Linked DNA regions of Capra hircus: region 2 is linked to region 1. Evidence: chromatin contacts called from public Hi-C data. All regions are on one chromosome and are shown on one strand. Each heading gives the region's core, a stretch centred on a gene start, on an enhancer-like site or on the middle of the called end of the contact. The rest is flanking DNA. Distances are from core to core; before and after follow the strand shown. Region 1 holds the start of RRS1 (ribosome biogenesis regulatory protein homolog). Region 2 overlaps PDE7A (high affinity cAMP-specific 3',5'-cyclic phosphodiesterase 7A).

Region 1 (6,306 bases), core at 1,250-3,749:
CAAAGATTAGTTACTGAAATCTGTTAGGGAGACATCCAGGATAACTGTAAATGTTTCACCTGCTAATTAGATCAGCTCAAGGCAATGGCACCCTACTCCAGTACTCTTGCCTGGAAAATCCCATGGAGGGAGGAGCCTGGTGGGCTGCAGTCCATGGGGTTGCTAACAGTCGCACACGACTGAGCGACTTCACTTTCACTTTCATGCATTGGAGAAGGAAATGGCAACCCACTCCAGTGTTCTTGCCTGGAGAATCCCAGGGACCGGGAAGCCTAGTGGGCTGCGTCTATGGGGTCGCACAGAGTCGGACACGACTGAAGTGACTTAGCAGCAGCAGCAGGTCAATTTGACAAATGAATCAAAAGATAGTAGTAATATTGCAAGTAAGGATTTTGTAGGTTTCTTTCTCTCTTCCCCAAACAGATCCCACTTGAAGCTTAAAAAAAAAAATCTGGGATATAAATACTGATAAAGATTTAAGTATAAAATTAGGATTAGGACTTCCCTGGTGGTCCAGTGGCCAGGATTCCACACTCCCAATACAGGGGACCTGGGTTCAATCCCTAGTCTGGGAACTAGATCCCACATACTGCAACTAAGACCCAGCACAGCCAAATAAATAAACATTAAAAAAAAAAAAACTGAGATTGAGGATTATTACCATTATTTAGTGAAGCCCAAATTTATCATTTACAGTAAATTAATGTTTTCAGTGTTGAAAAGCATCAAATTTTGTTTTTGAAAGAGACACACTTTCAGTATTATATCTGACACCGAAAGCAGGATGAGTTTTTCTAATAAAAGTGGTCTTGCTGAAATCATAATTTAACTGCTATGTTTTCTAGAAAGTAAATGAAAATAATCTGTACCCAGGTATCCAGGTCATTGGTTTTACTTAAAATGTAACCTTTCTGTTCCCACATGCTTTGATAAATACACAAACTTGTCATCAAAATAATGCAGAAACCAGCTATTAAGTCTCTCCCTTAAACCCCATCCAAAGTTTAAAGAAAGAAAAAAAAAAAAGGCTGCTTAAAAGTAAAACTCATTCCTAGTTTTCACAGATTCTTTCCCTAATTCAGATGTTCTTAAATACAACCTTTAATCTCCAGCCAGAGTTTTGGTTGTGGGAAATATATTAATTTGTCCAGTCCAACATTTACATATCATCTTCAGAGGAGGGTAAACCTGGGCCTTTAACCTCAAGCTCAATGAAGGCAGTGGCCAAATCTTGTGCATTTGGGTACTGTATCTAGAACTTAGATACAGTTCTTGGTTTACGAGAAGGTCCAAGGATGAAATTTACTTCCTCCTCTTTCCTCCTTGGTGTTGCCCCCCTTTTCTCTTGCCACTCAGGCCGGGAGGTCCGGAATTCATCTTGCCTCCCAAACCCCCTTTCCTCTTCCCTCCTTGGCTGGGCGGGCCCCCTTTCCTCTTACCCCCGGGACCCTGTCGGCCCCCCTTTCTCTTGCCCTTCTGACTCATTTTCCTCCGCTTAGCCGCCTCCTCCTGGTCCTCCTCTCTCATCTGCTTATTGGTGGCCCTCGTAATGTCCAACTGAGGCTTTTTGCTGTTCATCACTCGCAGCATCTCCAACTGGCTCTTTCTCTCGGCCGCAAAGTCCCCGAAAAGAGGCTGAAACTTCCTCTTCTTGCCAGAGCCCCTGGGAGCCTTCTCCTTGGGCAGGCGCTCCTGGAAGCGCCCCACAGAGGCAGTGGAGACCTTGGCCACCTGCATGGCGCGGCCCAGCTCCTCCTTACTCTGGTGTCCAGTAGGGTGCATGCCGGCCGCGCTGGGCAGCTGCATCTTGTGCGCGCGGGCCAGGTTACGCAGCCGGTTCAGTTCGTTCTTGGCCACCCGTTCCTTCTTAGCCTGAATCCGCTTGGCGAACTGGTCCTCCATGGGGTCGGCATTGCCCGGCACCTCGATCAGCCACTCCTTGGTGTCGTCGCGGGCGCGCTGGTAGCCCCAGCGGCGGCGCCACTGGCCGCTCACCTCGTCCCACACCAGATTGGTTTTCTTTTTGGGACGGATACCCTTGAGGCGCGCAAACTGCTGCCAGCGAGTAAGCGGCCGCGGCCTGGGCACCGGCTTCTCGCGCGGCAGACGAGTGCTGGGTTCCGGCAGCCGTGCCACCAGCGCCTCCTCCACGCGCTCGGTAGGCAGCTGCCACAGCTGGTTGATGAGCAGCTGCGTGTTGCCCCGCGCCAGGGCCCTCAGCTCGGCCTCCTGTGTGGGTCCCGCGTGCCGCAGCCGGGTCGGGGGGTTCCGGTCAGAGGCCAGCAAATTACCCAGGTCGAACTCCAGCTCCAATTCCTTCTGCACCGTGATGCGCTGTAGCTTCTCTGCCTCGTCCCGCTCCGCCTTTGCCAGCAGCTCCTCCACGCTCTGGCCCTCCATGGCTCCGGTTCGGCTCGCTACCTCTGGGAGACAGTTCCAGTAACGTCTCCTCCTACAATGGTTAAAGCCGCGGCACCACAGACACGTGCGACTTCCCGGACGCTCGACCCGGAAGAGAAAGTTCCGCTTCCGGGGCACCCGGAAGGGGCTCAAGGAGCGGGCTACCCGAGGAACGGCCGGCAGAGGGCAGTGTTAGAGAGCAGATGAGATTAGAGGCGGCCTTTGGGGTGGAGCCCGGAGGTAGGCGGAGCCGAATCTACGAATTCCGAGGCCTGATTGGGACCTTGGCTCCCAGGATGCAGCAGCGGGAGGGAGTGGTCCTGTGCGAGCTGGGCAAGTTTGGGGGCCCCGGACTAAGGGCTCCTCGGAGCGACTGTTAGTTTTAGTGTGTGTAAAAGTCAGTTCTCAAGATGTTTAGCCAGTCATTTTCACCAGAGCCCTGACACCTGTTCATGGTGTGCCCCCGGGTGTGGGCACTTCACCCGGGGATGTACAGAAAGCTAAGTGGAGACGGAGACTTGGTTTTCTTTGGGAGCGAGCGGGTCTGGCGGTTAGACCGCCCTGAAGGGGCGCGGCTGTGCCCCCATCCTGGCGACTTCAAGTCTGGTCTCCGGAGCCCGGGGCCACCTCCTCTCCTGGCTGATGGCAGAAGAGCGCGGGGCTCAGCTGTTAGACCGCCTGGATTCCGACCTTGACCGCTCTGGTGTTTGACCTTCGGCTGTGTAACTTGTTTGTGCCTATTCTTAAACCTGTAAGATGGGATTGCAAATATTACCTCCCAGGTCTGCCGTGAAGATAAATGAGTTAATATGCTCCCAAGGGAGCTTACACTGGAGTCTTGAGCATATGAGTGCTCAATAAATGTGAGCTAAATACCAGTTATTGTTTAATTCTCATCATGGCTCTGGGAACTCTGCTGAAAAGGCAGTCTTATACAGTGATTAAACACCAGGTTCTTGAATCAAGCTACCTAGAATAAGATCTGGGTTTCTTGTACCCACATTGGTCAGGTTGTTTAACTTAAGTCCTATTCATAAGTTGATGAATATGAATCATTAGTTCCTGGTACACTGTAAGCATTCAATAAGTGTTGGCTATTGTTATTCACTATATTCCACTGGTGACAGAAGCAGGCTCAGAGAAGTAAAATCACTTGTCTAAGGTTATACAGCCAGGAAGTATGGGAGCAGGAGAAATCTAAACTCTGGCTCTAAAACTACATACATATTCTCTGCAATGTCTTCCAGACTCTTGATACTCAAAAAAGTGTGGTCTGTTGACCAGCAGTACAGCAGCATCTGGGAGCTTATTAGAAATGCAGAATCTCTGGCCTTAGCCCAGATGTTATGACTCAGAACTTTTATTTTAACAAAATATCTTTATGATTAATGGAAATGAAAGGGGTTAGTTGCTCAGTGATCTCCAGAATTCTATGAACAGAGAAGCCCAGCAGGCTACAGTCCATGGGGTCTCAAAGAATTGGATTCAACTGAGCAGCTAACATTTTGACTTTCATGGCTTCCCCGGAGGCTCAGATGGTAAAGAAGCTGCCTGTTGTGTGAACCCAGACCCTAGTTCAATCCCTGGGTTGGCAAGATCCCCTGGAGAGGGGAATGGCAACCCACTCCAGTATTCTTGCCTAAAGAATTCCACAGACTGTATAGTCCATGGAGTTGCAAAGAGTTGGACATGACTGAGTGACTTTCACTTCACTGGGAGTAGTGAAGAAGGGGTTAGCTGAAGAATTAACCCATAGAAATGGACATTATAGCAATTAGGAGATAGATTCACTTGAGTGTCTGCTAAAGAGGGCTTTAGACACACACCTGTCACACTTGCTCCCTAAGTTTGGGCTCTTCTTGAGCTGATTGACTTTTCTCAGCTCTGCTCTGTTCATTCACTCAGCAAACATTTCTTGACTGCAATTTATGCCTCAGGAATTTGACTCTAATATTCTTTCTTCCTCTTTTTAAAAAGCATTTTAGGATTTGCTGGGGATTTTCTGAGTGTTTGCCTTAACACTCAACACCTTAATACCAATCATCCCATGGGGCTGAGGCCAGGTCATAGGTCTTATTAGGCAACCTCCTTGGACCTTAAAGCTCTTGGGGTTTGCCATAGGAGAGTGTTGAGGACACTGATATAACTATTCTGGGTTTGGCTTAGATTCATTCATTTAACAAACATTTGAATGACTACCATGTTTGAGGCACTAGATGCAAAGATTACTGAGACTTTATGGAACAGTGGAGAAGAAAGAAAGGTTAAGAGAAATTTACAATATGGCATGATTAAGCCTTTAACAAGAAGTACAGCTATGTAGAATTGAGCTCTTTTGTCAGTCTTTTGAGTTAGGGAAAAAAAGAGCAGGTGTAGATAGACGTTGAATGGTATGAATTCTCACTGGATGAAATGCTATTTGGTTTGAATCATATAGGTCAACTCTTCATTGAACTTGAATTGTTTTATGTTTCTTTATAATCCAAGTGAATTTTAATTTCCTTGATGAATGGAAACTGATTTTTACTTTCACTTTGCTGAGCCTAGCACTGGATACATAACAGGTGAAAGAATAAGCCTAGTTTCTAAATTAAAAAAGGATTAATGTTGGCTGTTCTAGTCAAGGTAAGCAAAACTAGTAAGACCAGGATTTGGAGCTTTAAGAAATATTAATCTTATTGAGGCAGCTTGCATTTGGATCATGTTTACACTGGGCAAGACTACGCAGTGTTGAGAAAGAGAGCACCTGCCAGGGATGTGCAGATACACGTGACTATGCTATAATAGTATGGTGAAGGGTTGTACATACTGTCTTTTCCTCTTACTGGTTTTCCGCTTTGTCTTTGCTTCTTTGTCCCGTAATGCAGCTAGATCCCAAGTTCGGTCATCAGACCCCTCTTCTTTTCTCTGTATACCTACTCTCAGTGCCATTTCATCCACTCTCATTGTGTCAGCCGCTACTGCTGTGCAGATGATTCTTTTTTTTTTTTTTCTTACATGATAGTATACGAGTTTCAATGCCATTCTCCGAAATCTGTGCAGATGATTCTTAGAGGCACATCTTTTCCTCTTTCCTTCTCAGAGCTCTAGATTCTAATCTCTGATCACCTGCTGGGCCCTTCCACCATACTCTAAATTCAGTATGTCTAAGACTACATAACCCATCATCTTCCTGAAAATGTGCTTCCATCATCCATCCAACTACCTTTTTTTCCCCCTCCAACAAATGTTTATAGAAGGTTTTTTATGGCCAAAACACTGTTCTGGGCTTTGCAAATGCAACAATGAGTAAAACCAGGCTCAGTAATGTAATCATCTATTCTAGTCTAGTAAGGCTTGAAACTATGATATCATCCTTGGCCTTTCTCTTCCCGTCTCTAAATTCAGCCAGTCTGTTGGGCTTCCCTGGTGGTCCAGTGGTCAAGAATCTGTCTTGCAATGCAAGGGACACAGATTCGATCCTTGGTCAGGGAAGATCCCACATGCGGCAGAGGAACTAAGCCCGTGTGCCACAGCTGCTGGGCCCAAGCTCTAGAGCCTGTGAGCTGCAACTGGAACCCGTGCTCTGCAACAAGAGAAGCCACTCGAATGAGAAACTTGAGGACTGGCAAGAAGAGCAGCCCTCACTCTCTGCAGTGGGAGAAGCCTAAGCACAGCAATGAGGACCCACCACAGCCAAAAAATAAAAAGAAATAAATAAATGAATCCAGTCAGCCTATTAAACTTTGTCTCTGTGTTATTCCTTTCTCATCCTCACGACCTTACCCTAGACTGGAACTCTTCTATTTCTCCAGATACTTTCTCCACTTTGCTCTCTGCTCTGGCTTTCGCACATAACCAGCAGGGGGCAGTGACAGATCAGAAGTGAAGAGAGAAGGATGAAGGCGTGTTTCTCCCTTGCATGCT
Region 2 (6,584 bases), core at 3,367-5,866, 550 kb after region 1:
ATTTTAGGATGCTCAGAAACATTCCTTGGGGTACTGTTGTGTACTAATATTTTCTTCTCTGGGTGTTGGTGATTTAGTCGCCAAGTCATGTCTGACTCTTGAGACCCTATGGACTGTAGCCCGCCAGGCTCCTCCATCCATGGCAAGAATACTAGAATGGGTTACCATCTCCTTCTGTAGGGGATCTTCCTGACCCAGGAATCAAACCCAGGCCTCCTGCATTACAGGCAGATTCTTTACCAACTGAGCTATAAGGAAAGTTTAGACAGTTTTTACAGTTTAGACAGAACTTACATATCAGTGGGAATTATATGATGGGTTGTGTTTATTAAGAAATTTGGAAGATCTTAACTTATTAAAGATACTGCTGAAATTTTCAGATGCTCACATTAGTCAGAAATTTTTATTTAGCCCAAAAAGAGATGTAAGATTGCTTACTGATTGAGAGCAGTTTCTGGTGATGCTGTTTAAAAGTGTCATAACAACCCTTGAGTATTCACACTATGCTAATCACTAATTACTTGTTTAGATAGCAAAGAGCTAACATTGGTGCTTCTTACTTAACCTCTTTGTCCTTTGTCTGTCCCCCAAAGCTATACATGGAATCGTGTAATGATGTTGAAATCTGTAGGATTATTAGCAGATAAAGCAGTTGACTCTTATCGTGTGATCATTTTATAATATACACCTTTTTTTTAAAGGCTTGGTGCACTTTCTCAAGAGACAATTGATTAGTTTTTGGCAAATATTTCAACTTGAGTGTTAGCATTGACACTTCTTTGACAGCTACTGAAAAACTTCAACATTCATCCCATTCTTACAAGATCCCCAACCTTCAGACCTGCTCTGTCTAGGAATTACTTCCACTTAGGTCCAGATTTCAGGTCCTCTGGCTTTTATAAACTGATTCTTGATGTCCCTTGTGCAACTAATTTTTCAGCTGCGTAGTCTCCTTACCTTATGTTGTGAAGACTGATGGTTTTGAAGCACCTGATAATAATGAGCAATATGTACATTAAGAAAAATTGGGAGGAAAAAGTAATGGGGGGAGAAAATAAGGCTGAGGAGAGAGAAATTGATTGATTAGAAAGAGCAAGAGAGTGGCAAAGTTGTTAGGCTGGTGGCTGAGTGGTGTAAACTGAAAAGGGCCCCCAAGTTGGGTCTCCCTAATGCAGCTTCTTTGCTTCTGAGCATCACATCACCTCACGAGGCTTTCAAGGAGCCTTCCTCCTGTCAGCTTCCTTCTTTTGAGTAAGTTGGCTTTAGTGACCAGCTTTCTGTAGGCTGGATTAAGAGCCCCAAATATTCTTACAAATACTTTTCTGTGTCCAATTGACCATACACCTGGTCTCTTGAATTATAATATTTTGGACTCCTAAATTAGTTGGACTTCAGTTCAGTCACTCAGTCGTGTCCAACTCTTTGCGACCCCATGCATCACAGCACGCCAGGCCTCCCTGTCCATCACCAGCTCCCGGAGTCTACTCAAACTCAGGTCCATTGAGTCGATGATGCCATCCAGCCATCTCATCCTCTGTCGTCCCCTTCTCCTCCTACCCCCAATCCCTCCCAGCATCAGGGTCTTTTCCAATGAGTCAACTCTTCGCATGAGGTGGCCAAAGTATTGGAGTTTCTTTCAGCTTTAGCATCAGTCCTTCCAGTGAACACCCAGGACTGATTTCCTTTAGGATGGACTGGTTGGACCTCCTTGCAGTCCAAAGGACTCTCAAGAGTTTTCTCCAACACCACAGTTCAGAAGCATCAGTTCTTTGGCACTCAGCTTTCTTCACAGTCCAACTCTCACATCCATACATGACCACTGGAAAAACCATAGCCTTGACTAGACGGACCTTTGTTGGCAAAGTAATGTCTCTGCTTTTCAACATGCTATCTAGGTTGGTCATAACTTTCCTTCCAAGGAGTAAGCATCTTTTAATTTCATGGCTGCAGTCACCATCTGCAGTGATTTTGGAGCCCCATAAAATAAAGTCTGACACGGTTTCCACTGTTTCCCCATCTATTTGCCATGAAGTGATGGGACCAGATGCCATGATCTTCGTTTTCTCAATGTTGAGCTTTAAGCCAACTTTCTCACTCTCCTCTTTCACTTTCATCAAGAGGCTTTTTAGTTCCTCTTCACTTGCTGCCATAAGGGTGGTGTCATCTGCATATCTGAGATTATTGATATTTCTCCTGGCAATGTTGATTCCAGCTTGTGCTCTTCCAGCCCAGCGTTTCTCATGATGTACTCTGCGTATAAGTTAAATAAGCAGGGTGACAGTATACAGCCTTGACGTACTCCTTTTCCTATTTGGAACCAGTCTGTTGTTCCATGTCCAGTTCTAACTGTTGGACTTAATGGATTCCATATTGAATTTTTTCAAAATTTATGTTTGCTCTAAATTTAATGTCCCTACATTTAATAAATTATTCTTTTAGTTACACATTCTCTTTAGCTTCTGTAGTAACAAATTCTAATCTCTTTAAACATAAAAGAATTACTATAATTCTGCTCCACATGTACGCTTAGAAAATGTAAGATCTTCCTTTGAAAGATTCTGACATGATTATTAAATAGTAACCGAGGCTATCAGCTTGACAGTTCCCTCTTTTCATGGAATTCACCAAAGCTCATTGACGTCATCCAGACTGGAAGCCCTGGTGTCTCTGCCAACATTGGGCAAGATGTAATATAAGCAGTCTGTTTCTTTCACGTCCGCAGGAATGCAGTTTTCTGTTTTCTTTTAACTCCTGACACATGGTAATGTTCCATTCTATGTAAATGTGTTTTGCCCATTATCTTGAGCCTTTATGTTCACTTTGCACTTTATTCCACCCGATACCAAGGGAACCTTTCAAGGTATCTACATCTTAGCCTCAAAGGCTTTTAGCCTTACTCATCTTTTTGTTTCTGGTTTTTGGCAGCCTATGCCTCATTTTGGTTTTTCAGTCATGTCCAACTCTGCGACCTCACGGACTGCAACATACCAGGCTTCCCTTCGTTTTTCTCACAGAGTTTGCTCAAACTCATGTCCACTGAGTCAATGATGCCATCCAGCCATCTCATCCTCTGTCATCCCCTTCTCCTTCCGCCCTCAGTCTTTCCCAGCATCAGGGTCTTTCCCAATGAGTCGGCTCTTTGCATCAGGTGGCCAAAGTATTAGAGCTCCAGCTTCAGCATCAGTCCTTCCAGTGAACATTGAGGGTTGATTTCCTTTAGGATTGACTGGTTTGATGTCCTTGCAGTCCAAGGGACTCTCAAGAGTCTTCTCCAGCACCACAGTTTGAAAGCATCAGTTCTTTGGTGCTCAGTCTTCTTTACGCTTCATTATAAAGATTGAATATATTATTGTTGCATCAAGTTGACTAAACTGGATATCTTCTCCCAGTTAGACTTTATAAGGTCCCACTTGATTTCTCTAAGTATGATCTGTATTAGCCGTAAACCTAATTCAGGCGGGCCAGTGCCCTTACGTCGAATCAGATGTCCCATGTTGTCTTTATCATGATGACCTACAGTGACAACAGACAAAACTCTCCTTAAATTTTGCCTTAGAGCCTCATGTGCACTTGGGTTGTTTTTTATCTTCCTAACAGGGCCCTGTTAGACTTAGGTACTTTTTTGATACTTAGTGATATGAACAGAAAGAACATCTGTTTCTGTGTTTATTTTGAGCTTAAAAGCTTATGTCATACTGATTTTATTGTCTTGGATTATCTAAGTCTTAAGTATACAGTAACTCCCACGCAAACTCATACCCTTTTTACCGCTTCTTCCTTTAAGAATGGAAGTTGTCGCATGGCGTTTCCCTCAGCTATGACAAGGAAGCCTGGCTTTGCTGCAGTCCATGGAGTTCCAAAGAGTCAGACACGACTTAATGACTAAACAAGGACTTTGTTGTTGCTATATTGTTTATCTTACTCTTTCATACTGTACTGCCTGGTCGTTACTTTCCTATTTACAGGGAAATAGGAAATTTGAAATTACATTTGAAATTACAAATATAGTTTCTCTTCTTTTAACCAGTATTTGTTCGACTTGCAAAGATGGCTCTTCCATCATTTGTAATTAAACTCAGTTCGGTAACTTACATGACATTCCTGATGTCACAAAACTAGTAGAAGCGGCAGCCTTGGGATTCAAACCCAGGTGTATGACTCCAGAGCTCGTGTGTTTATTCGCCTTGCTGCACTGCCGCTCAGTAGCAGTATAGGGTACTCCTTAAAGACCATCGCTGTCAGCACCTCTGCTTTCCCCCTTTATCCATGCATGCTGCATGTAAAAATTCTTCCAAGAAAACTTGAATTTAGATGTAACTAAATGTATTTATTCAGTATTGAGCAGTAGGCTTCCTGATATGGCTCCTATTCTTTTTTAAGGAAAATTAAAGAGAGATTAGAACATAGAATGTCTTATTTTTTTTTACTCATTTATCATTCAGTATGACCTTGCTTTAGTCTAGAGTTAAAACCTTGCAGCACTGAATTTAAAAAAAAAAAAAAATTATTTTTTTAAAAATCTCCAAGGGGAACTCATGCTAACATGCATCTAAATGATTGTCATGGTGTTAAGGTAGCAGATAATAGTGACCGCAGGGCGCCCTCTTGTGGACGATTAAAGCAGGTAGTGATAAAGTCTCAAAATCCAAATGCTTTTTCTGTGAAAAATCTCTTTCGTCTAATAACTAACTGCCGGTGATGGCTCTGCTGTGCCGTTTGTTTGACAGAGAAGAGGGTCTGGGAGTCCTGGGCATGATACTGCTCAAGGTATGTCGATTTCCAGCCTGTCTGTTTCGCTAACCTATTGCCTAGATTTCTTTTTTCAGTCCACTTTCTAGTCTGAAGGAGAAAAGCAAGAGAAAAACACGGCTTCTAAATTTACTGCTATCCCATGTTTCATTGCTGGCTCCGAGAAGCCAAGGGTGGGTGACTGGAAGTAACTCCCATGATCATTAAGTAACAAGGCTCATTTAGTTTGGGTGAAGGTTGATTAGTTTGTTTGTGGTCACACAGTGAGGTAATGTGATATTTTAAAAGAGAACCAGCAGCGCCAAGAGTTCTTAATAGTAACTTGATTAAGTCACTGAGCCCTGTCGGCTTTCTAAGCTGGACTGGAATGTAGGTAACCATGTAAACTAGAACAAGCCTAGGACTTAAATAGTCCTAGCCTGGTGGAAGCTGGGCTTTAACAAAGACACCTTTAATCTGTTGTCTGTTATGCTGTGAAATAAATAATAGCATGTCTCATGTCACAAAATAAGTTCATGAGAATATTGGCAATAGGGTCAGATTTTATGTAATGTGGTGTGTGTGGGGTGAGCTTTTTTAGTAATTGTCTGAATGGAAGTACTAGTTAAGTTCTCATGATCACCCTTCTTTAAAATATATATATATATACACGTATAATATATATATATATACACGTATAATATATATAATAATGTATATATAGTTTTTCTTCTGCATTTGTTTTTGCCCACGCCGCACATGTGGCATGCAGGATCTTAGTTCCCTGGCCAGGGATTGAACCCGTGACCCCTGCATTGGGAGCGTGCAGTCTTAATCACTGGACCACCAGGGAAATCCCTGATCACTCTTTCTTGTCCGCAGTTCCCCATGTGTCCTCTATTTTTCCATTCCTAAATGATGCTGCTCATTCAACTTGGTATCTTCTCCATAGTGGCCTCTACTTGCCTGTTTCAATATAGAAACTTTATTCTTACTTATTATAGGGAATCAGTGTGTATCTGTGTGTGGAGGAAGGATAGGGTGGGCGAAGCAAACCTGAAGAAACAAAAATTTTCCACCTTAAAATGATCTCATCATGCTTCATCCTTGATTTACAGTTACTGATTCCCTTTTATTCCATCATCCTTTGGAAGCTATCCTAGGACAGTTCTGGAAATGTCTCTTGTCATTTTCTTTTAGAAAACCTGTTCTCCACTGAACTGTGCTCCTGTGTGCTTATTCTCCTTCTGAGGGTTTGTTCTAAGGGAATCAGGGTGGGTGCCAAGATTTAGTCACAAGAATGGTTATTACAGAATTGCTGGTAAGAAATGTGAAAGTTAGGAACAGCGAAAAGATTTAGTAAATGATGATGACTTCCATACTTTATATTTGGCTAGTAAAAATGGCACATGTAAGTTCCATTCACTGACTTGAATAGATATTCATGAATTTGTAAGGTAAAGAGACTGTGAGCTATGTGGGATGAAAGAGAAACTTGATGTGTACGTGTGTATAGGAAAGAGTTTATTGAGAACTATGCTGAGGGCCAGACTATTGATAGCTGTTGTTTCTGGGCCGCTAAGCCTTCCCGTGCAGCTTGTCCCCATTCTCCAAACCAGGTTGAGGAGAGGAGAAGGCTTAGGGTAGCTCCTCCCAGAAGGGACCAGGAAAAACATACCTTTTAAAAGAAAGTGACGGTGTGCCTCAAAATAACAGGGTAGGAAGCTCCAGGGGTTGATCTCTCCATCAAAACAACCACTTTAAAGCGGGGGATGGGCAGAATTCACTATTTCAGGACTCCAGGCGCTGGCTGGACACTGCTCTTCAGCGGTTGGGCAGTGTGTTGGGCCACAGAT

What was found. A called contact is a pair of places that touch in the nucleus more often than the background predicts.
Region 2: a Hi-C map of blood shows a contact between it and region 1, with 6 times the contacts expected there. The contact joins the enhancer-like site here to the promoter of RRS1 in region 1. A contact is called at or near these places in 2 of 5 Hi-C or Micro-C datasets (both in blood).

What each region holds. Positions count from the first base shown.
Region 1 is chr14:51,423,105-51,429,410 of ARS1.2, forward strand. RRS1 (ribosome biogenesis regulatory protein homolog) reads right to left here and starts at 2,500. Exons shown (of 1, transcript XM_018058453.1): 1 at 648-2,500. The coding sequence starts at 2,400. The coding sequence ends at 1,303.
Region 2 is chr14:51,969,440-51,976,023 of ARS1.2, forward strand. All of the region lies in intron 3 of PDE7A (high affinity cAMP-specific 3',5'-cyclic phosphodiesterase 7A), which reads left to right. Among named protein-coding and RNA genes, the nearest start is that of PDE7A, 75 kb to the left of the region's middle. Within about 2 kb of position 4,617, at least 3 of the 5 cell types and tissues checked have an H3K27ac peak or open chromatin away from gene starts, as enhancers often do.